Linked DNA regions of Sus scrofa: region 2 is linked to region 1. Evidence: chromatin contacts called from public Hi-C data. All regions are on one chromosome and are shown on one strand. The core of a region is the stretch at or near the end of the contact, and the rest is flanking DNA. Distances in the headings are between cores, read along the strand shown.

Region 1 (4,466 bases), core at 654-3,153:
TTGTCTCAGGGCGTCTTCATTTTCTGTATTCATCAGACAAGAACCCAAAGGCAGAGGCTGCTGCTGTTACACTTTGGGGGTCAGAACTTTTTCTCAGACGTGTATGTGTCATGAAGGCCCTTACACCTTTACTTTCCATTCAAATGCAAGCCTCAGAGATGGTTGCTGAAGATGCTGGAGGGAGGAGCATGGAGATGTCAAAAATGCCTGACAGAATAGGTGACCTTCAGTGTTGGCTTTTCTTCAGAATCCAGGGAAACAGACCTGCTCAGCGGTATGGACGGCAAGGGCTCCTACCAAGTGAAGGGCTGGAAACTCACTCAGCAGCAGTTTGTGGCCCTTTTGTGGAAGAGGCTGCTGATTGCCAGGCGGAGTCGGAAGGGATTTTTTGCTCAGGTGAGAGGTGCTGTTCCAGGCCAAGGATGCAGGATCCCTGGATGGGCTGTAGGCTCCCTGACCAGTGAAGGCAGAGACATCATCATGAATATGAGATAGATGCTGGAGCCAGATCATCTGTATTTCAATCCTGATTCTGCTTGGTACACTCATATCTTTTGACGGGTTACTTCTCTAAACCTCGATCTCCTTATCTATAAAATGGGAATAATAATAATAACTTGACATATTGTTATGAAAATTAAAATGAGTAAGTGCTTAGAATGGGCCTCACACTAGTAATTACCATGTGTTAGGTTTATCATAAAGGAGAGCATAACTAGGATAAAGTTTAGAAAAACTGGCTGGATGAATTAAACTTTGCTAACTTCAAAGAGGATATGCCTAGATGCACTTGACATATGGACTTATTGGAAACTTGATTTTTCTCCAAGTTGATGTTTAATTGCAAACTGTTAGAAAAGATAACCAGAGGTCAGAAAAAAAAAAGTGCTAAACAGAGAAGACTCTTTCCACTCTTGCCTGCATATTTGCATGTGAACTTGCTGGGTAAGGGATGAAATTATTCCACTCTAAATCAAGAAATGTAAAGAAAGAGGTTACAGAGTTTCTTCCCTCTAGACAGTGTGGGGAATGCAAAGAATATGAGTTTGGAGCATACAGACTTAGATTTGAGTTGCGGTTGTGTTACTGGCTCTGTGGCCTTGGGCAAGTTACTTAAGTCTCTGAGCCTCAGTTACCTTGTTTGCTGATTAGCCATAGTGATGCTACTACTTAGGGTTGTAATGATAATTAAATGAGAGGATGCTCATTCAATATTTTCCCATGGAATTAATTTTCTGCATTGAAACTGGAGAACATTAGAAGCGGGGGCATCTTTGAATCAGTTTTTTAGGGCTAAATTTCTTCCTAAATAAATGGAAGAAGCTAAAAGAGTTTACTTAAAAGTATGTACAAGTCATTGTTTTCAGATAAAACAGGTGTTCAGGTGTTTAAGATGGTTTAACAAGGCTTTGGGTTAATTATGCTTTTTGAGGCTAAGGGGGTGGAGTGGTGGTGGCTGCTATTCTCATTCAATAGAGTAGTGCTGTAAAGTGGTTTTATCAGAGTATGAGATCTCAATGGGTCATCCAGTCTGTCTGCAGACTACAAATGAGAAAACTGAGGCCAGAGGGGACCTGACTTCACATAGATGTACTTGTAGTAGAGACAAAATGAAGCTGCAAGTTTTCTGGTTCTTGGTCCAGGCTTGTGCTCTCAGCTTTCCCCTGAGCTGAGCTGAGCTTTCAGGGTTTTCAGGGAAAAGAGGGACCCAGTGTTCTGAGTCACCCTGGCATGTGACCACTGTTCACTCTGTGAAGTTCTCAGCTTGATGCCCCTGCCAGGTGGCCACAGACTCTGGCCTTGTGTTGTCAGCTTTCAGAATTGCCCTGGAGGGAAGAGGTTTCGATTGCAGTCTCGGCCTGCAACCTGCCAAGAATGCCTTGGAGGAGCTGAGCCCAGACCTGTACACATCCGAGTGCAGGCTGATCTGGGAGACTGGCTGGACTCCCAGGGCCTTGCCCATGGCCTTCTTTCTAACCCTTGCCCTTCTGCAATTTCTCTTCCCCCCCACCCCTGATTATAGATTATCCTGCCAGCTGTGTTTGTCTGCATTGCCCTAGTGTTCAGCTTGATTGTGCCACCCTTTGGCAAGTACCCCAGCCTGGAACTTCAGCCCTGGATGTACAACGAACAGTACACATTTGTCAGGTGTGTGTTGGCCTTCCCTGCCAAGGTGGGAGGAGAGCTCAGGAAGGGTGTTTACTATGCTGAAGGCCAAGGGGAAGGGGCCTGGATTTATCAGCTGTGGCTACAGCCCTCATATGAACTCATATAAGATGCAAAGGATAGCCGTGAACAAAACTGAACTAATGGGCCAGCCCTCTTGCTGCATCTGAACTCTTTCTTCTTTATATGTTGTTGTCAGGAACATAGGTGTTTTATGTAAATAATCTGCCCTTGCAAAATCTATAATTGAGCTATAATATATTTGGGTTTACATAACTGCGTCTTTATTAACATGGGGCTTCCACACACTGTCAAAGCATCACACCTCCAGGTTCTTGTTTTCTGCATGGTGCAATCCATGTATTTATTATTTAGTCTTTTTTAAGTTATAGATAATGGCTAGTGTTTCTTTTTTTCTTTTTTTTTTTAGATGTAAACTTTTATTTTTTTCTTTCTTTTTTTATTACTCAATGAATTTATTACATTTGTAGTTGTACAATGATCATCACAATCCAGTTTTATAGGATTTCCATCCCACAACCTCAGTGCATTCCCCACCCCCTACCCCTGCCAACTGTCAACTTTGGAAACCATAAGTTTTTCAAAGTCTGTGAGTCAGTATTCTGCAAAGAAGTTCATAAAAGTTATCACGCTAAGTGAAGTCAGTCAGACAATGAGACACCAACATCAAATGCTATCACTTACATGTGGAAGCTAGTGTTTTTCTTTAGATGAGGAAAATACCAGCTACTGCATAACAATCCAAGGCTACAAACACATGGGACTGCAGGAATTTTCCTCAGTCCCATGGTATTCACAGACCTTTCAATGGGAGACATGTGCCAATGATGTCAAAGGGAAGCTCTAAAAAAAGGAAAAAAGTAAACATATGAATAGTCTCTTTTTCTCAAATTCCATGCTTCCTTCCTATTTAGTGCAGGTTTACGTTCTTCTTTCCTTTCCCAACCTTGTGTTGCCCAGGATTATGGAACACAGGCTTATGTTTTCCAGTTGTCTGTGTAAACATTTGGCCAATAAAATCTGCCCTTTCCTAGAAAATCCTGGTTGTTTCTGCCTAATGGATAATTGTGAAAGCACTTTTGAAATACTGATCTTCAGGGAATCCAAGTACTTCACACTAAAATATATATATATATATTTGTAGAGAGTTCCCATTGTGGCTCAGCAGTAACAAACCCGACTAGTATCCATGAGGATACAGGTTTGATTCCTGGCCTCTTTCACCAGATTAAGGATCTGGTGTTGCTGTGAGCTGTGGTGTAGGTTGCAGATGCTGTGGCTTTGGCGAAGGCGGCAGCCGTAGCTCTGATTCCACCCCTAGCCTGGGAACTTCCATAAGCCACATGTGCAGCCCTAAATAATTAAAAAAATAAAAAGTTAAAAAATATATACATAAATGTGTATATGTGGGTGGGTGTGTACACGTGTGTGCACCCGCTTCTGTATGTATAACTTATTTACACAAGCTCCATTTTGGGGTGCTGTATGTTGCCTTGATGCTAAATACACTCAGGCCAGAGGCTGAGTTCCTTGTAGGTGGTTCTGTGTTTTATTCATTTCCGTCTTAAGAGCTTGGCATACAGGAAGTACTTAATAAAATGTTTAATTTTCTTTTTTAAATAAACCTTTCCTCCCCCTAATTCATGGTTTTAATGAATTGCTGTGCTGGCTGCCTCTCATGTGCCCACAGTAATGATGCACCTGAGGACGTGGGCACCCAGGAACTCTTGAATGCCCTCACCAGAAAGCCTGGCTTCGGGACCCGGTGTATGGAAGGGAACCCAATCCCGTGAGTGCCACTTGAGCTGGGAGCCCCTCTGGGGCTGGCTTCCTCTGCTTGTCACCTTGTGTGATCTCTGCACTGCATTTGTCACTTGTTTGCCACGTTATGACTGCTATCAGTTGCCCTTTGAGTCATTTTGTATTTTAAAAAAGTTAATGTGATGATCTAATCAGACCATCTAGGAACATGATAGACTAGGAGAGTCTTCTGCATCCTGCCAGGCAAATCACTATAGCTGTTTTCTTACTGCTTTAGAAATTAATATTTAAATAGCACTTTGTATTTACTGACCCCTTCCCCCGCATGCCTATACTTAAGTGCAGAGATGGGCTCCCATTATGTATAATTTTCAGTTCTGCTTATCAGCTTCTTCACCCTAACACCCTGAAAAGACGACATAGTTTTTATAGAAATGATCGTTTTCTTCTTTTAGAGTAGCATATTTTTTATCATATGCTCCTCCAAAATTCTTTTTTTGAAAAGTAGGCAGTGTGTC
Region 2 (4,466 bases), core at 569-3,068, 280 kb before region 1:
TGTTGCTATTTCTTGGGCCGCTCTCGCGGCATATGGAGGTTCCCAGGCTAGGGGTCGAATCGGAGCTGTAGCCACCGGCCTACGCCAGAGCCACAGCAACGCGGGATCCGAGCCGCGTCTGCAACCTACACCACAGCTCACGGCAACGCCGGATCGTTAACCCACTGAGCAAGGGCAGGGACCGAACCCGCAACCTCATGGTTCCTAGTCGGATTCGTTAACCACTGCGCCATGACGGGAACTCCACTTCTCTCTATTTTTTGATTGAGCTGTTTTTGTTTTGTTATTGAGTTATATGAGCTATTTGTATGTTTTGGAAATTAAGCCCTTGTCACTTGTATCATTTGTAAATATGTTCTCCTAGTCCATAGGTCGTCTTTTAATTTTGTTTATGGTTTCCTTTGCTCTGCAAAAACTTATAAATTTGATTAGGTCCCATTTGTTTATTTTTGCTTTTAATTCTATTGCCTTGGGAGAATGACTTAAGAAATACTGCTATAATTTATGTCAGAGAATGTTTTTACCAGTGTTCCCTTCTAGGAGTTTTATTGTGTCATCATGTCTAATATTTAAGCTTTTAAGTCATTCTGAGTTTATTTTTGTGTATAGTGTGAGGGAGTGTTCTAATGTCATTGATTTACATGCGGCTGTACAGCTTTCTTAGCACTACTTGCTGGAGAGACTGTCTTTTCCCCATTGTGTATTCTTGCCTTCTTTGTCAAAGATTAGTTGACCATAGGTATGTCAACTAATAGGTTTATTTCTGGGTTTCCTATTCTGTTCTGTTGATCCATATGTCTGTTTTTGTGCCAATACCATGCTGGTTTTTTTTGTTTGTTTGTTTATTTTTAGGGCTGTACCTGTAGTATATGGAGGTTCCTAGGCTAAGGATCGAATCGGAGCTGTAGCTGCTGGCCTGCACCACAGCCACAGCAATGCCAGATCCAAGCTGGTGTCTGTGACCTACACCACAGCTCATGGCAATGCTGGATCCTTTAACCCACTGAGCGAGGCCAGGTATTGAACCTGTGTCCTCACGGATGCTAGTCAGATTCGTTTTCACTGAGCCACAATTGGAACTCCACATGCTGTTTTTACTATTGTAGCTTTGTAGTACTGCTTGAAGTCTCCAGCTTTGTAAATATTTTAGGCTTTGCAGGCCACATATGGCCTCTATCCCTTCTTTTCCTCTTCCCCTTCCTTCTTTGCAACCCTTAAAAAATGCAAAAACCTTTCCTAACTTGAAAGCTCTATTGAAAGAGGTTACAAGCCACATATGGTCCTCAGACTATAATTTGTGGACTCCTCTGCTAGGTATTAAGTTCCATGAGGCAAGAACAAATCTGTCTCATTAGCCTGATGGTCTAGTGCTCACCTGGCACATGATGGGTCCTCTATTAGTACTTGTTGAATGAAGGAATAAATGAATAAATGGGTCGAAACAAGTCTCTGGCTTTCAAATTTAAGGGATAGAATTCCTGTGTAAGTTCCATAATGAATACGAGAACTCCACAGAAGTGTTCTATTAAGTTGGCTCCTTGCTCTATCTGTGGTTGCCCAAGGGCACAGCTGCTTTCCATGGAGTATTTCTTAGCCTAAGTACCTACCTGCATTTCTACCCCCCTCTTCTTCTAGCTGAGAACAAAGCCTCCATACAGCCTCAGTTCCAGAATAAACTGTACTAGTGGTATGCTGGTGAATGTTTAACAATCAGCTACCCAACAAATAAGCAAACAACCCCTGACTTATAGCATTTGCCAATTTCCATTGTGTCACTACTTCCACTGTGGCTGGTTTCATGCTACAAACATGATATTGCTACACTTGAAGCTGGAAGGGACGTGCACCATCAGTTATCTGTAGCTAAAGTATGCCATTAAACCATACCCCCTGCTCTGCTCACTCTTGCAGTCTCAAGGATCACAGGTCTCCTGGGAGAAAACTTGAAAGAAACCTTAGCCCTCACAATCCCTGCCTCAGGATTGGGCTCTCCTCTGTGTTTTGGTAGTTGGGGACCATTATCTTGCCTTCCCAAACTTCCTGGATTTCAGCCTTTGCCTGCTTTGATCCCCAACCCCTGACTGCTCCTCTGACCCCCTGACTCCCTGGTTCTTACAGAACGCAGATGGCCGTACACTTCCTGATCCACCCTGGCTTCCTGGCTGTCAGATTACTGATGTGCTCTGAGCACAGAGATGCATAGCTACACTACTTCCTGCAGTCTTCTGGTTTCCAGGCTGTGATCTTTGGCCACTTACTTCCAGTTCTCACAGCATACCTCTCTTGACTGCTGAGAGGTCAACTCTCATTCTACCAGTTGGGAACTTAGTTCCCAGCTCAATTCTTCTTGCTCTGGGCTGGCTTCTGTCTAATTAGTACCACCTGACTCTAAACTTGCACATAATTTTCACCTTCATTGATTCACATAAAAAATAATTACTGGCTACTTTCTGTGTACCAGGATCTGTCTAGGCACTGGGGATACCTCAGTGAACAAAACTGGTAAGATTCTCTGCCCTTGGAGAACTTATATTAAAGTGTGAGTAACTCATACCAAATAATAGACATAATAAATAAGTGATATCTTATAAAAGAAGGTGATAAGTAGGATGGAGAAAGTGAGTAGGGAAAGGTTGATGGTACTGTTAGGAGTCACATGGTTAGAATGGCCTCTTTGAGAAGATGACATTTGAACAAAGCCTTAAAAGACGTTCCATGTGTTCCAGACTCTCATACACAACATCTACCCACCATCATACCTGGTCATATAGATATGTAGCTCTCCTAAGCCTGAGAACTTCCAGGGCTTTGTTTCTCACAGAGGGACTATTTCCAGTAAGAGAGAGGCAGAAGGTGTTGTAATTATATGCTTGGGCTTTGCTGTAGAAAACATGGCTTTGAAGCCTTGCTCTGTGGCCAATTAGGGCAGTTATTGAAGCTTGCCTAATCTACTAGTCAGTGGGTTTCTTGAGGGCAGGGACTGGATCTGTTTTGTTCTCCCTGGAGTCCCCATGTCTAGTAGTATCTGGCCTCTATTACTACTTATTAACTAATGAGTTCAAAGTTAAGTCTCTGCTTTTGCTTATTAGCCCTATTGTCCTGGGAGAATTCCCTTTCTTAGATTTCAGTTCCTCATATATAAAATGGGGATGTTAAAAATGATAATACCAGTATCCACCTCTTAGGGTTGCTCTGAGAGTTAAATTGTAATAATTTATGATGCCTGTAGAGCAGTTGGCACAGTGCCTAGTACACTGCAGATGCTTACCAAATAAATGTTGGGGGTGGTCAGTGTTGTTAGAGTCAGCATACAGAGTTAATGTTCTCTAACTTCAGATGTTATTATGGAAAGACTCCTTGCTTCCCCAATAATGTGGTCCCATCAACCAAGCTCTCACAGTGCCTCTGAGGGAGTATGAAAGGTGTGAATGGGGCGGATGGTGGGTAGGGGCTGCCTAGGAGCCTTGGGGCAGAGGAGAGAGCCCAGATGGCAGAAATGAGGGGATCCCTGGAGCACTGTGGCCAGGGCAGAGTTTGTGGTATAAATAGGTATGTATTCAGCCATAAGTGGGCAGTGGAGCTGCAGTGTCCAGATAATAACACAGAACAAGGAGATTAATGGAACATTAGCTGAAACTAAGAGAGTAATTTTTTTTTAAGGCATAGGCATCACTGGTGGGGTCTGGAAACACAGCCTAGACCAAGCGTCCTGTGCCAGGGTCTTTCTCCCTCTTAAAGTATCTTCTCAGCCCGGATTCCCTGGCATTCTCAGCAGCCCCCAGTATCTGCTGAACTGACTCTGTTGTCTCTTTGATTGCTCCCATCTGGTCTCTTAGGTTTGTCTCTCATGAAGCCATCAGTCTGGATGAGGACCCCTGCTGTCTCGATGGGCACAGCCAGGGGCACTGCTTGCTAACTCATTAGGAGTGTAACCACCACTACAGTCGTTCACAGTGAGTATAGACAGTTGTTAAGTACTGTTTCCTAGAAGGCAGCATCCTGACCACACGGGCCCAGGCGGTAGAGGCTTCTCTTCTACTATGCTCCTGACTGGAAGCAGATATTTTATGGAAGTCTGTTGCCATCCACATAGTCGGTAACATTTGTTTAGGAGCTGCTGCACGTCTGTCCCTGTGATGAGGGAGACAGCATTTCAGTGCAGAAAAGATAATGATCCTCATCAGAATCTCTGATTACTTCCTGAGGATTGATTCCTAGAAGTGGCTTTAGGGGTAAAAACACTTTAAGGCTCTTGATATATACACTGCTGTATTGCCTTCCAAAAGGACATACCACTTCACATGTCCTTTTCTTACATTTGATTGTGCCAATTTTATTATACATTTGCCTGTAGTGAGTATTATTAAACATTTAAAAATATGTGTAACGGAGAGGCAAAGTGACATTTCTTTGATTAAATTGTTACAGAGTTTTGTGATTTTTGACAAGTACACAGAGTCATGTAA

What was found. Hi-C and Micro-C count contacts between places; a contact is called where the count stands out from the background.
Region 2: a Hi-C map of liver shows a contact between it and region 1, with 4 times the contacts expected there. The contact joins two enhancer-like sites. A contact is called at or near these places in 2 of 47 Hi-C or Micro-C datasets (adipocytes and liver) and 1 of 2 datasets of contacts at active chromatin or transcription factors (alveolar macrophages).

Annotation. Positions count from the first base shown.
Region 1 is chr1:246,172,533-246,176,998 of Sscrofa11.1, reverse strand. ABCA1 (ATP-binding cassette, sub-family A (ABC1), member 1) reads left to right here. Exons shown (of 51, transcript NM_001317080.1): 29 at 248-396; 30 at 2,024-2,148; 31 at 3,878-3,976. Among named protein-coding and RNA genes, the nearest start is that of ABCA1, 100 kb to the left of the region's middle. Within about 2 kb of position 1,903, at least 8 of the 83 cell types and tissues checked have an H3K27ac peak or open chromatin away from gene starts, as enhancers often do. A contact at or near this core is called in liver, where this site is marked.
Region 2 is chr1:246,451,448-246,455,913 of Sscrofa11.1, reverse strand. No RefSeq gene overlaps it. Among named protein-coding and RNA genes, the nearest start is that of SLC44A1, 95 kb to the left of the region's middle. Within about 2 kb of position 1,818, at least 13 of the 83 cell types and tissues checked have an H3K27ac peak or open chromatin away from gene starts, as enhancers often do. A contact at or near this core is called in liver, where this site is marked.